2 separate regions of the Arachis hypogaea genome follow, and region 2 is linked to region 1. A link is a contact called in public Hi-C data. All regions are on one chromosome and are shown on one strand. The core of a region is the stretch at or near the end of the contact, and the rest is flanking DNA. Distances in the headings are between cores, read along the strand shown. Region 1 has its middle 4.2 kb from the start of LOC112743908. Region 2 holds the start of LOC112743909 (protein SCARECROW).

The links. Hi-C and Micro-C count contacts between places; a contact is called where the count stands out from the background.
Region 2: a Hi-C map of an unstated tissue shows a contact between it and region 1, with 7 times the contacts expected there. The contact joins the promoter of LOC112743909 here to the enhancer-like site in region 1. A contact is called at or near these places in 3 of 8 Hi-C or Micro-C datasets (leaf and an unstated tissue).

What each region holds. Positions count from the first base shown.
Region 1 is chr14:121,848,048-121,853,530 of arahy.Tifrunner.gnm2.J5K5, forward strand. No RefSeq gene overlaps it. Among protein-coding and RNA genes, the nearest start is that of LOC112743908, 4.2 kb to the left of the region's middle. Within about 2 kb of position 2,689, at least 1 of the 3 cell types and tissues checked has open chromatin away from gene starts, as enhancers often do.
Region 2 is chr14:121,957,503-121,962,962 of arahy.Tifrunner.gnm2.J5K5, forward strand. LOC112743909 (protein SCARECROW) reads left to right here and starts at 1,929. Exons shown (of 2, transcript XM_025793338.3): 1 at 1,929-4,228; 2 at 5,082-5,460. The coding sequence starts at 2,172.

The DNA of each region.
Region 1 (5,483 bases), core at 1,439-3,938:
TTTATGTTATTATCATAACTATTTTAATTTTAATTGATTTTATAATTGAGATTTAAAGTCCCAAAAAGTATTGCAAATTTTAGTGTTGGTTCTCATATGGTGTTCTACAACTCAAAAACTATGACCTGTACGATTGAATTTTTAGGTTAGGGTCTATAAAAAGTTAGGGATAAAATATGCTACCGAACAAATAAAAATTAGAGTATTGTCATATGTAACCTAGGTGGATTAAATTAGACATATAGCTAAATTTCATTGAGCCACTTAAACATGGGTTCAAAGTCTGTATTATTTTAGTGTGTAGGGTAGAATCCACCCTAAATTATTATAAATCATTAAAATACTCTAAAAGCAGATCTTGGTAGAGGAAAGCCTCCTCAATGCTCACTTATTGGTGAACATCACAATGTTTGGCATAGTTGGAGATTGTATTGTTAAATAATATAAATAATATATCCTAGGTCAACATATAATTTAGGGGGTTCAATTCAATGTTACTCCCTTCTATGGAAGATGAAGTTCTGCTTTTTTTCGCTTTTAATTTTAACTCAAACAACCCTCTAATAATCTAATATAAGGGCTAATAAACTGCCACGTTGCTTCTAAACACATATCACCAATAAATTTCTTTAGGGCTTGGTTAGTTAATTAACATATATTTTTAAAGATACATGATAAATTTATAAATTAAAAAAAATTATAAAAACATATAAAATTTAAATTCTCAATATACTTATTATGTATTTAATGAAATAAAATATTTTAAAAATTTTATTATTAACAATCTTAATTTATGTTTTAGAATACAAATTAACTAAACCCATTTCTTAAAATATAATGCTTGTGACTGTGTTTTTTTTTCCTTCCTTTTTTCTGAAATTCAACAAAAACGTATTAAATTAAAAAAACAATCAAAGCAAATTCTTAGTTGTTAGTATTTTAATAGAAAAATAATAATATCACTCCTATTTCTTAAAATATCACTCCAGTTAATTTTTTATTATATTTTATATAAATTTATAAAAAAATAATATTATCAAAATAAGAGTAGTAAAATTAATTTTCTTTTATTAATATCATATAATCACTTTCTTATATTCTCAGATTTTTTTATGTCGGTAGATTATCTATAAATGGCTCCATAAGTAATAATTGATGATGAACTTAGCAATATTATTCTTTTAACTTTAAATAGCTAGGAAACATTCTATACTTTCCTTTACGTTTTTGGGAAAAAGTACCAAAGTGAGATTATGCCAATAATTAGCCCATCATTATTATGTAATAATTGTACTCATTACCTGACGTTACCAATGATTAAGCAGTTTTTACAATAAAAAAATGTTGAATTTGGGGGGAATTAATATTCTCTGCTTAAATTAAATAAAAAACTGTCAGTTAAAATCAGTTTAAAAAATTGTTAAAAATTAAAAATCAAAATTTTCTATTAAGAAAGAATACAATGAATTTGAAATATCAAACTCTAGTAGTCTACCAAATATATGTTTGAACAATTTATTAAAGGAAAAAAAAATAAAAAAAGTAGCAATGAAAATATTATCAACAGAAAAAAAGAAAAAAAAGAAAAAAGATAACAACAAGCCATATCCTATTGTGTTTACTTTTTAGGTAATTGACAAAGAGGCGCCAACATAGAAAAGAAAGACCCACATATGATTGACGCAACTATATCTTTGATTAATTTTCTTTAATTAGCCTTAAATATATAACGAATTAAGTGAAATGTAGTAATATATATATATATATTATTACATTTCACTTAATCATCTACAAAAATTAATTTCATTCCATCAGCTATGTTATCACCATATTATCAATATCACAATCATTTTAGGTCAAACGCAATACACATACAATCATTTGAGAGAAAAAAAAAGGTTCAAATATTAATTTTTAAATCTCAGAAAATAGTTTTGGAAATGAAATATATAATGCGCTTTTTTTTTTATCTCACTAATGGAGATTGAGTTGTTGGTTTCATTTTAGAAAGTCCAATTTTAGATGCACAGAGTGGAGTTGGAAATTCTCTCCTTAGGATTATAATCGTGCTTACGAAAAGGATTTAAATTTATTATCCTAGAATATTTGTTTAATGATCAATAATCCTTTTCGTAAGATCTCTTTTCTTCATAAGTGATTGTACTAATTCATTTTAGTATGGTGCTATTTTTATATCGGAAATGTTTGGTAACCAAAGAAAATCAGTTAAAAATAACCATAACTTGCCTTATTTACATTTATTAATTGTTGCGATAATTAATTAATACTAAATAAGACAAGTTCTGACTTTTTTTTATATATTGCTCGTCCATCAAAATAGAAAAATAAACTTTTTCTTTCGGTTCCTTTAAATTTGGGGTATGAATATGATTATTAAGTAATTGGGAACTTAAGAAGAAAAAACCAAAGGGAAAAAATAAGGAGGATGAAGTGGTGAAGAGAGTGTGTTGGATTTGATAGGAAAAAGACAAGAGAGTTAGTAGAGAAAAGTGAAAATGGGTGATAGCTTAAGGCCAAAAACGTGCTGCTAAAGCAAAGACAAAACATGTATCTTATCAATCTATGGAGAACTTTCTCTCTTAATTTATTTGTACTACACCAATACTAGACCTTAGACAAGGCTCCACCCTGGTGTTCCATTTGGAGTCTTGAACCCCAAATTGGAATCTTCCTCTTATATGTCTTAACGATATGACCCTTAGCTTGGACCCTAGGGAAAAGCTTGCATTATGTTCGGTATCTACATTTATTTTATTATATTAATCTTTTTAAAGACAATTATAGGTAAATTTAAACTTTAAATATTTGTTTTTTCATCCCTACTGTTAGGATGGGAATCACAAAAAAAAATTGGCGCTCACGGATATCTACGGAGATTATCCATGACGAAGAGGTTGACGGAATTCGCAAATTTTTTATGAAAAACGAAAATCTACTTCCATGAATAAATAGAGACAGAGGCGGGAATTGAGGTATCTGTCCCATAGAGATCTGCGAAAAGAAATTTATTTAAATGCTCTTATATATATAAGTTATGTAAGTATATTAGTATGTTGAATTTGTGTTTAAATTATATTTGATTTTAAACATTTAGTTGAATTGTATTGGATTTTATTATAATTGTGTTAATTTATTTTTTAACTTAATATCAATAGATACTCGCCAATATCTACCTTTTCTGCGGGAGAAAATAAATGTGACCCGTGATAAAAATGGAATAGAAACGGAAGATATTTTATTAAACAAGAATGAGAGCAGCCATAGAGATCAATCAGCATCTCTATCTACGATATATATTTTGTTATATTTTTTTCTCGATTCAGAAGGGCAAATAATTGATTGTTTCATCTGACTTGCTCCATCTGGCATCGTCATTAAAAATATAATCCCTGATTTAAGTTATATATGCAAAAATATACTACTAGTAAATTAGAGAGTTAAGTACGACTTTGGTCCCTAAGATTTAGGTCAAAAAATTTTTTCCTCTTCAACTTTTTTTGCATACAAAATTGTTCCTAAAGTTCAATGTAGTTTTAAAATCGTCCTTTTAAACAGATTAATTTTTTAAATGACAAAAATATCCCTCTCTCTTCTCACCACTACCACCACCTCACCCATTACCACTCCATCACCATCTGCACCACCCCACCCACTACCATCCCATCACTATCTATTCATGAATCCAACAAGAAAATCCAATCTTCAACAACAATCTCAAATAAATCAAAATCAAAACTACAATTCATTACCAAAACCATCATCATTAACAAAAAAAAAGAATCATCATCATCTTCAAAACAAACATTAATAAAAAAAACCAGAAAAATTAATTAATTAATAAGATAAACAAAAGAAAGAAGAAGAGGCAAAGTGAATGCCTATCATCAGAAACAAAGCGCAACAAGACACGGAGGAGATGGTGAGGCGACGGGTAGAACGCCAGCGGCGTGAGGCAAGCAGAGGAAGGCCGCTACCGCGGCGGCGTTGGCATGACCTCAAGCAGCAACGACAGCAACGCGAATCCAAGCCAACGACGACGCCAGCGAACTACGGTGGTACTAGTGCGACGACAGAGAGGAGCAGCAACGATGGTGGACGGTGATGCCGGTGGTAATTTGTGGCAGGTACTCCTCCTCCTTATCCTTCCTTTCTTTCCATTTTGCTCCATGTGTTCATCTTTGTGTAACTGTTGTGCCAATGTGAATTATATGATACGAATTTATCACCAATATGCTTTCCGGCAAGGGCGAGGTGCTGTGATGTTAGGGCGCGAGTCTCTGGGTTTTTACTTCGTTCTCCTTCTCACTCTTTGAGTTTTTGCTTCTCTCTCTCTCTCTCTCTCTCTCTCTCTCTCTTATGAAAGTGTGATGGAGATGATGATACTATGGGTATAATTGTCCGAAAGACGATTTTAAAACTACGTTGAATCTTAGGAATGATTTTGCATACAAAAAAAGATCAGGAACAAAAAAAATTTTAGCATAAACTATAGGGACTAACATCGTACTTAGTCCTAAATTAGACTACTTATATTATATATATCAAAAACTTAAGTATATAGAAGAAGATACATAAATGATTATAGAATAAATTATTATTTTAGTCTCTAATATTTGAATAAGTCTTAATTTCATTCCTAATATTTGAGACGTTTTATTTTTATCTCAAATGTTTTATTTTGTCATATTTTAATTTTATAGTCAAATTTTTTTTTTCAAAGATAGTCTTTTTTTTTTTACAATAATTTTCTTTTGGATAGAGACAAAAATCGTAATTGTAGTGGTTATAGTGATTGTTGTAGTGATTTGAGAATGAAAATTATTAAATATTAAAAAAAAAAGATAGCAATAGAAGAAAAAATAGTATTTTTAGTTAAGTCATATATTCTTATTTCTGTGTTAGAGAAATATAACTAAAACCTTTTTGTAATACTTCATTTTTTTCATTCTCTTTTTTGTATAAAATTTCAAACCCTTAGTAATCAATGATCAATCTCTAAAATCTACGCAAAATCATTTATATTGGTGATTGTTAGAGGGTCAATTTATTTATATACTGAAATCGAACGTTATTGCATATTTAATATGTTAATTATTCTTGTTAAATTTAATAGTGCGACAACATTAAAAATTAAACCCATTTAAAATTTTTTGGAACTAAAATGAGACGTTTAAAACGTTAATAACAAAATTAAAATTTAGTCAAAATATTAAATATAAAAGATTAACACGATCGTAATCTCTTGTAATAATAATTAATCAATGAACAAGATTTATAAACACTACCTAAAAGGAAAAGTATGAAGAGCCAATGAAATATTTGTACAATGCGTACAATGGAGATTTAGGGAGTATTAGAGATATAATCATTAGTGTTACATTTTCCCATCAGTTGAAGTTTTTAGGATGAGTGGTACCATGACATAGTTTTAGGATTTAGAGCTCTAGATCCGAAAGGTCAAG
Region 2 (5,460 bases), core at 679-3,178, 110 kb after region 1:
TACTCTTTATTCTCAATATTTTCAAAAAATTTAAAACTAATTTTGATATTTAATGTAATTCAATTTTAATGTCTTTACAAGCGCTAGTATATACTTATTTTTGTGATAAGAGTTTGCCATAACTAAAATTATTAAAAATTTATAAAACTTTTATCAGATTCCAAATGTTAATTATTTTATGAGTACTAAATATCTGTATGTAAATATGTATAATATTTATAACATTAAGTATTTCTATATAATATAAAAAAAATAATTTTTATACATTATCAAAAGTAAAATAATTTTAATTTATACCTGCATTTAATTACGTAATATTATGTCAAAAAAATAATTTTTTTACATTGTCTATCTTTTAAAAGTTTAATTACTTTGTTGATTCCTATAGTTTCATTAAATTTTTAATTAGGTCCTTATACTTTTTTTCTTTTTAATTGGGTCTCTATACTGCTTTAATTAAGTCATTCCTAATGTAAAAAATATTAGAGTTAACTAAATATTTTTTTACAAAGTGAAGATATTTATAATTAAAAACTTAATTAAATTTTTGACCGTATGTATTTTGATAAAAATATTATGTTAATTTTAACATTTTTAACATGAAAATAATATAATTACAAAATTAAAAGCAGTGTAGAGACTCAATAAAAAAAGTATAAGAACCTAATTAAAAATTTAATAAAATTATAAAGATCAACAGAATAATTAAACCACTTTTAAAAAAATGTGTTTAAACCATTGTATAGTTTTACACGGTCAATCATCATCAAAATTAAATTTTATTATAAAGTATAAAATTGAGTTTTATATATAGACAACATGAGTAACCTTAAGAAAAATGAAATGAGTGAAATTTTATTTATATATGTTTTGTGGGTAGTGAGGTAGTTAGTAGGCAGCTAGTATTGATAAGCATCATGTTATGAAATGGAAATGGTAAAGATCCAATAAAAAAAATACAAAAGAAGATGCTTAGCTTAGGGCTGGCTATTGACGATGAGTCTCTAAAGAAAAGAAAGAAGAGAAAAAAGAGAATAACATGGTTATAGGACCATATAAATAAATAAGATCAAGATGCACAAAGACGAATAGCTAGCCGCCGTAGGCACAGTGTTGCGTTGTATTCTCTTTCTCTCCCAACACACATGCACACACACATTCACACTCACATTCTCACCCTCCCCTATTGTTTTGCACCACCATGGGAATGCTAGACAGAGACATGGATCACAGATCCATCCAAAAGGCAAAAGGCATAGAGAACCGTGTTAAGAGATTGTAACTACACTAGTGAGAGAGAGAGAGAATCCTATAAGTCTCACACACACATTCACTGTCCCAATCTTAACAACGTTATCTGTTTGTAATTTGTGATGTGCCCCCTTTCAAATTAGAAATAATAATTGAAGGAATTATGATAATATACAAATGTTACGGGAACAATAATTTAATAGGGTTTATTTCGAATAGTTTTAAAATATACAATTCTAAAAATTACATTTATCAATAATATAATAATATCCATAGTCAAGTATGATTATTTATTTTTATTAATTTGTAGACATTTAATAGATAAATAAAATAAAATAATTTGTTAAAATCTTAAAAATTTTCATTTCTAAAACGATGATTGAATATTGTTAGAAAACTTAGAAAATTTTTACCCTTTTTTTAATTGAAAGAACTATTTTTGCATTTTTAACATGTGCTGCTAGATTCTTTGCTCTAAAAATTAGAGGCCCTAGGGTGACAATAGAATAATAAATATAATAAAATAATAGTATAAAAAATAGTGAGAAAAATAATTAAAAATAATATTTATATTATTTTTTATATATCATTTTCTATAATATAATTTTTTTTTCATTTTTCATTTGTCATCATTAATCTTTTAAACTAAAAGTAAAAATATATAGATAAAATAGCGAATATAGTAATAGTATTGTTTGTTTTTAAATATATAGAGAAAAGGAAAGAGACATGTGATTTGTTTGTTTAACCATATGCTACTGTACAGTACGCTTTTGGGGTTAATTATTTGAAGGCACACATTACACATACAATTGTTGATGTGCATACATACATAGACACTAAAACACACTAGCAGGATATGAAGATAGAGCCTATCATCACTCTATTCTGATTCTCTTCTCTCCTCTCTATCCCCAGACATGGCTGCTTGTGCTTTGTTCAGTGGTGCCAGTAACAACACTGCCGAAGATGGGAATGTCAGCACCACCACCACCACCACCAACGGTGCTGCTGTTGCCGGAAGTGGTAGTAGCCCTCTCACCAGTGCTTCCAGCAACATCAGCGCCGGTGAAGAACAACAACACATGCTTCTTCTCCATGGTAGTAGTGGCTTCATGAATCAGCCTCATTGTGAGAGGAAATTGGTGAGAAAAAGAATGGCTTCTGAGATGGAACTTCACCCTTCTATAACCAACACCACCACCACCACCATTTCTGAGTATCCTAGGTTTCCTCGTCGAACCACCAACAACATCAACACCTCCTCTTTCATTCAAAAGGGCTCCTCAGTTGGTACAGGTAGTAATTGTAACTATCCTTATAATAATAATAACAATAACAATAATATTAATAATAATAATAATAGTAATAGTATTAGTAATGTTGTTGTATCAAGAGATAACGTTACTATTCCAAATTACCCCATTGTGACGCTCACAACCAACTACTCCACTATGATGCTACCTTCTCTTTCATCATCTTCATCATCGTCATCATCATCTTCTTCCACCAATCTCATCAACACCGTCAATTCTTCCTCACCCTCAATACCCTCCACAACCATAACCGTTTCGGCTCCAAACTACGCTCAACACTTCAATCAAGAAATCCTACTTGACAACAATCAAAACACAACATCACCTGCAGTTTGCGGATTCTCAGGCCTGCCACTCTTTCCATCTTCACAATCGCAGAGAAACATAAGGAACAGCTCTGCAAATATTGTTGAGGTTGTTACTTCTTCGCCTTCTTCCATGGATGAAAGCTCAGCCGCTTCTAATTGGATCGATGGAATATTGAAGGATCTAATTCACAGCTCTAATAGTGTCTCAATCCCTCAGCTCATCAACAACGTCAGGGAGATTATATACCCTTGCAACCCAAACTTGGCCATGCTTCTTGAGTACAGGCTCCGCCTCCTCACTTCTGACTCCTCCGCCTCCGCCGTGCCCGCAGCACCACCGCCACCACCGCCTCCACAAAACAAAACTCCGGTTATGAAGCAAACAAATACTTCAAACATGCATGCTTACAGCACTATGCATTTTCAAGATTCATCTTTGAATCAGTACTGGCCTGTAGTACCGCCAACGCCGTTAGATTCTAACAACAACAATTCAGTTTCGTTGGCCAATACTTTACCATCACCGCCACCGCCTCCGCCGCCGCCACAGCCACCGCAACAAGAGAAACCCGAAGAAGATCTTGTTACAGCACCGGCAACCACCACGAGCACCGCCACCGCCACAGAAATGGCGGTGCTAACGAGAAAGAAAACGGAGGAGATGAATCAACAGAAGAAGAAAGACGAAGAAGGCTTGCACCTCCTCACACTACTCCTCCAGTGCGCAGAAGCAGTTTCAGCGGAGAATCTAGAAGACGCGAACAAGATGCTTCTAGAAATTTCTCAACTGTCGACGCCGTTCGGCACATCAGCGCAACGCGTGGCAGCGTATTTCTCGGAAGCCATATCCGCAAGGCTGGTCAGCTCTTGCCTCGGAATCTACGCAACGCTGCCAATCGTTCCTCACAGCCAGAAAGTGGCCTCCGCTTTCCAAGTCTTCAACGGAATCAGCCCCTTCGTCAAGTTCTCCCACTTCACCGCCAACCAAGCCATTCAAGAAGCGTTCGAGAGAGAAGAAAGGGTTCACATCATAGATCTAGATATAATGCAAGGCCTCCAGTGGCCTGGCCTCTTCCATATTCTGGCTTCCAGGCCCGGTGGGCCTCCTTACGTGAGGCTCACGGGCCTTGGAACTTCCATGGAAGCACTGGAGGCCACTGGAAAGCGGTTATCGGATTTCGCCAATAAGCTTGGCCTTCCGTTTGAATTCTTTGGCGTTGCGGAGAAAGTTGGGAACGTTGATCCTGAGAGGCTTAATGTTAGTAAGGCTGAGGCTGTTGCTGTTCATTGGTTGCAGCATTCTCTTTATGATGTTACTGGTTCGGACACAAACACTTTGTGGCTTTTGCAGAGGTAATTCATCTTTTTCTTCTCTTTTTGTTGCATGCTCTCATCTCATTTATTCATTATTCATTTATATAATAGCTTCTACTACTACTGCATGGATTATGGAAATGTTGGTTGATCTTTTTTCTTCTTGCTTATTATTGGCTATGCCCGAGAGATGATTTTCTTCTTTTATTGCTTTTTAAGCTGGACGTCTAGTACCTTAATGTTTTACCAAAATATTTAATTTTATTATATATATTGTTTATGTTAAATATTTTATTTTGTTATTTTAGAGAATTATATATGATTTCTTATATGATTTGCTATGATCCAGAGGTAGCTGATGTGTGTTTGTGCTAGCTAGGTAGTTGTGAGTTTGAGTACATGTGGAATAGTACTTTTCGTGAAAGATTTCCCAAAAACATTAGCTTCTTTTTTCAAACTTTAGGGTCTAGTAGTCACTTTATGTCTGCTTTTTTTCCCTTCCTAAGGGAAAAAAATTTGAGACCAATGATTATGACTTGTGGAATTTCGCTACGTACACATTAATGGACATAAATAACTGCATAATAATGTATATAGTAAGCTTTCTAAGATTTTGATGTCGTGTATGATTTACTAATAGTGAACGTTATATACTATTTTGATACTACCTTGCAAATAATTTTGTTGCTACATTGCATGTCACATGTTACTTGAGTATATTATTATATGGTAAGTTTTAAATGCTTTCTATTACCATATACCATATAGTATATACTATCTATTATTTACTAATTGATAAATGGTAAAGAATTCTGATCGTTTATTCCATTGCATGTGACTTGTGATTATATGATTGAGTGACATTATAAAACTCTATTACAATATCATGCAGGTTGGCACCTAAGGTGATAACAGTGGTAGAGCAAGACCTAAGCAACACAGGTTCATTCTTGGGAAGGTTTGTGGAAGCCATACACTACTACTCAGCATTATTTGACTCCCTTGGTTCAAGCTATGGAGAAGAGAGTGAGGAGAGACATGTGGTGGAGCAGCAACTACTCTCAAGGGAGATTCGGAATGTTCTAGCTGTTGGGGGTCCATCAAGGACTGGTGAACCAAAGTTTCATAACTGGAGGGAGAAGCTTCAACAATGTGGATTTAGAGGTATATCACTAGCTGGTAATGCTGCTACACAAGCAAGTTTGTTACTTGGTATGTTCCCTTCTGAAGGGTACACTTTGGTGGAGGACAATGGTATTCTTAAACTTGGT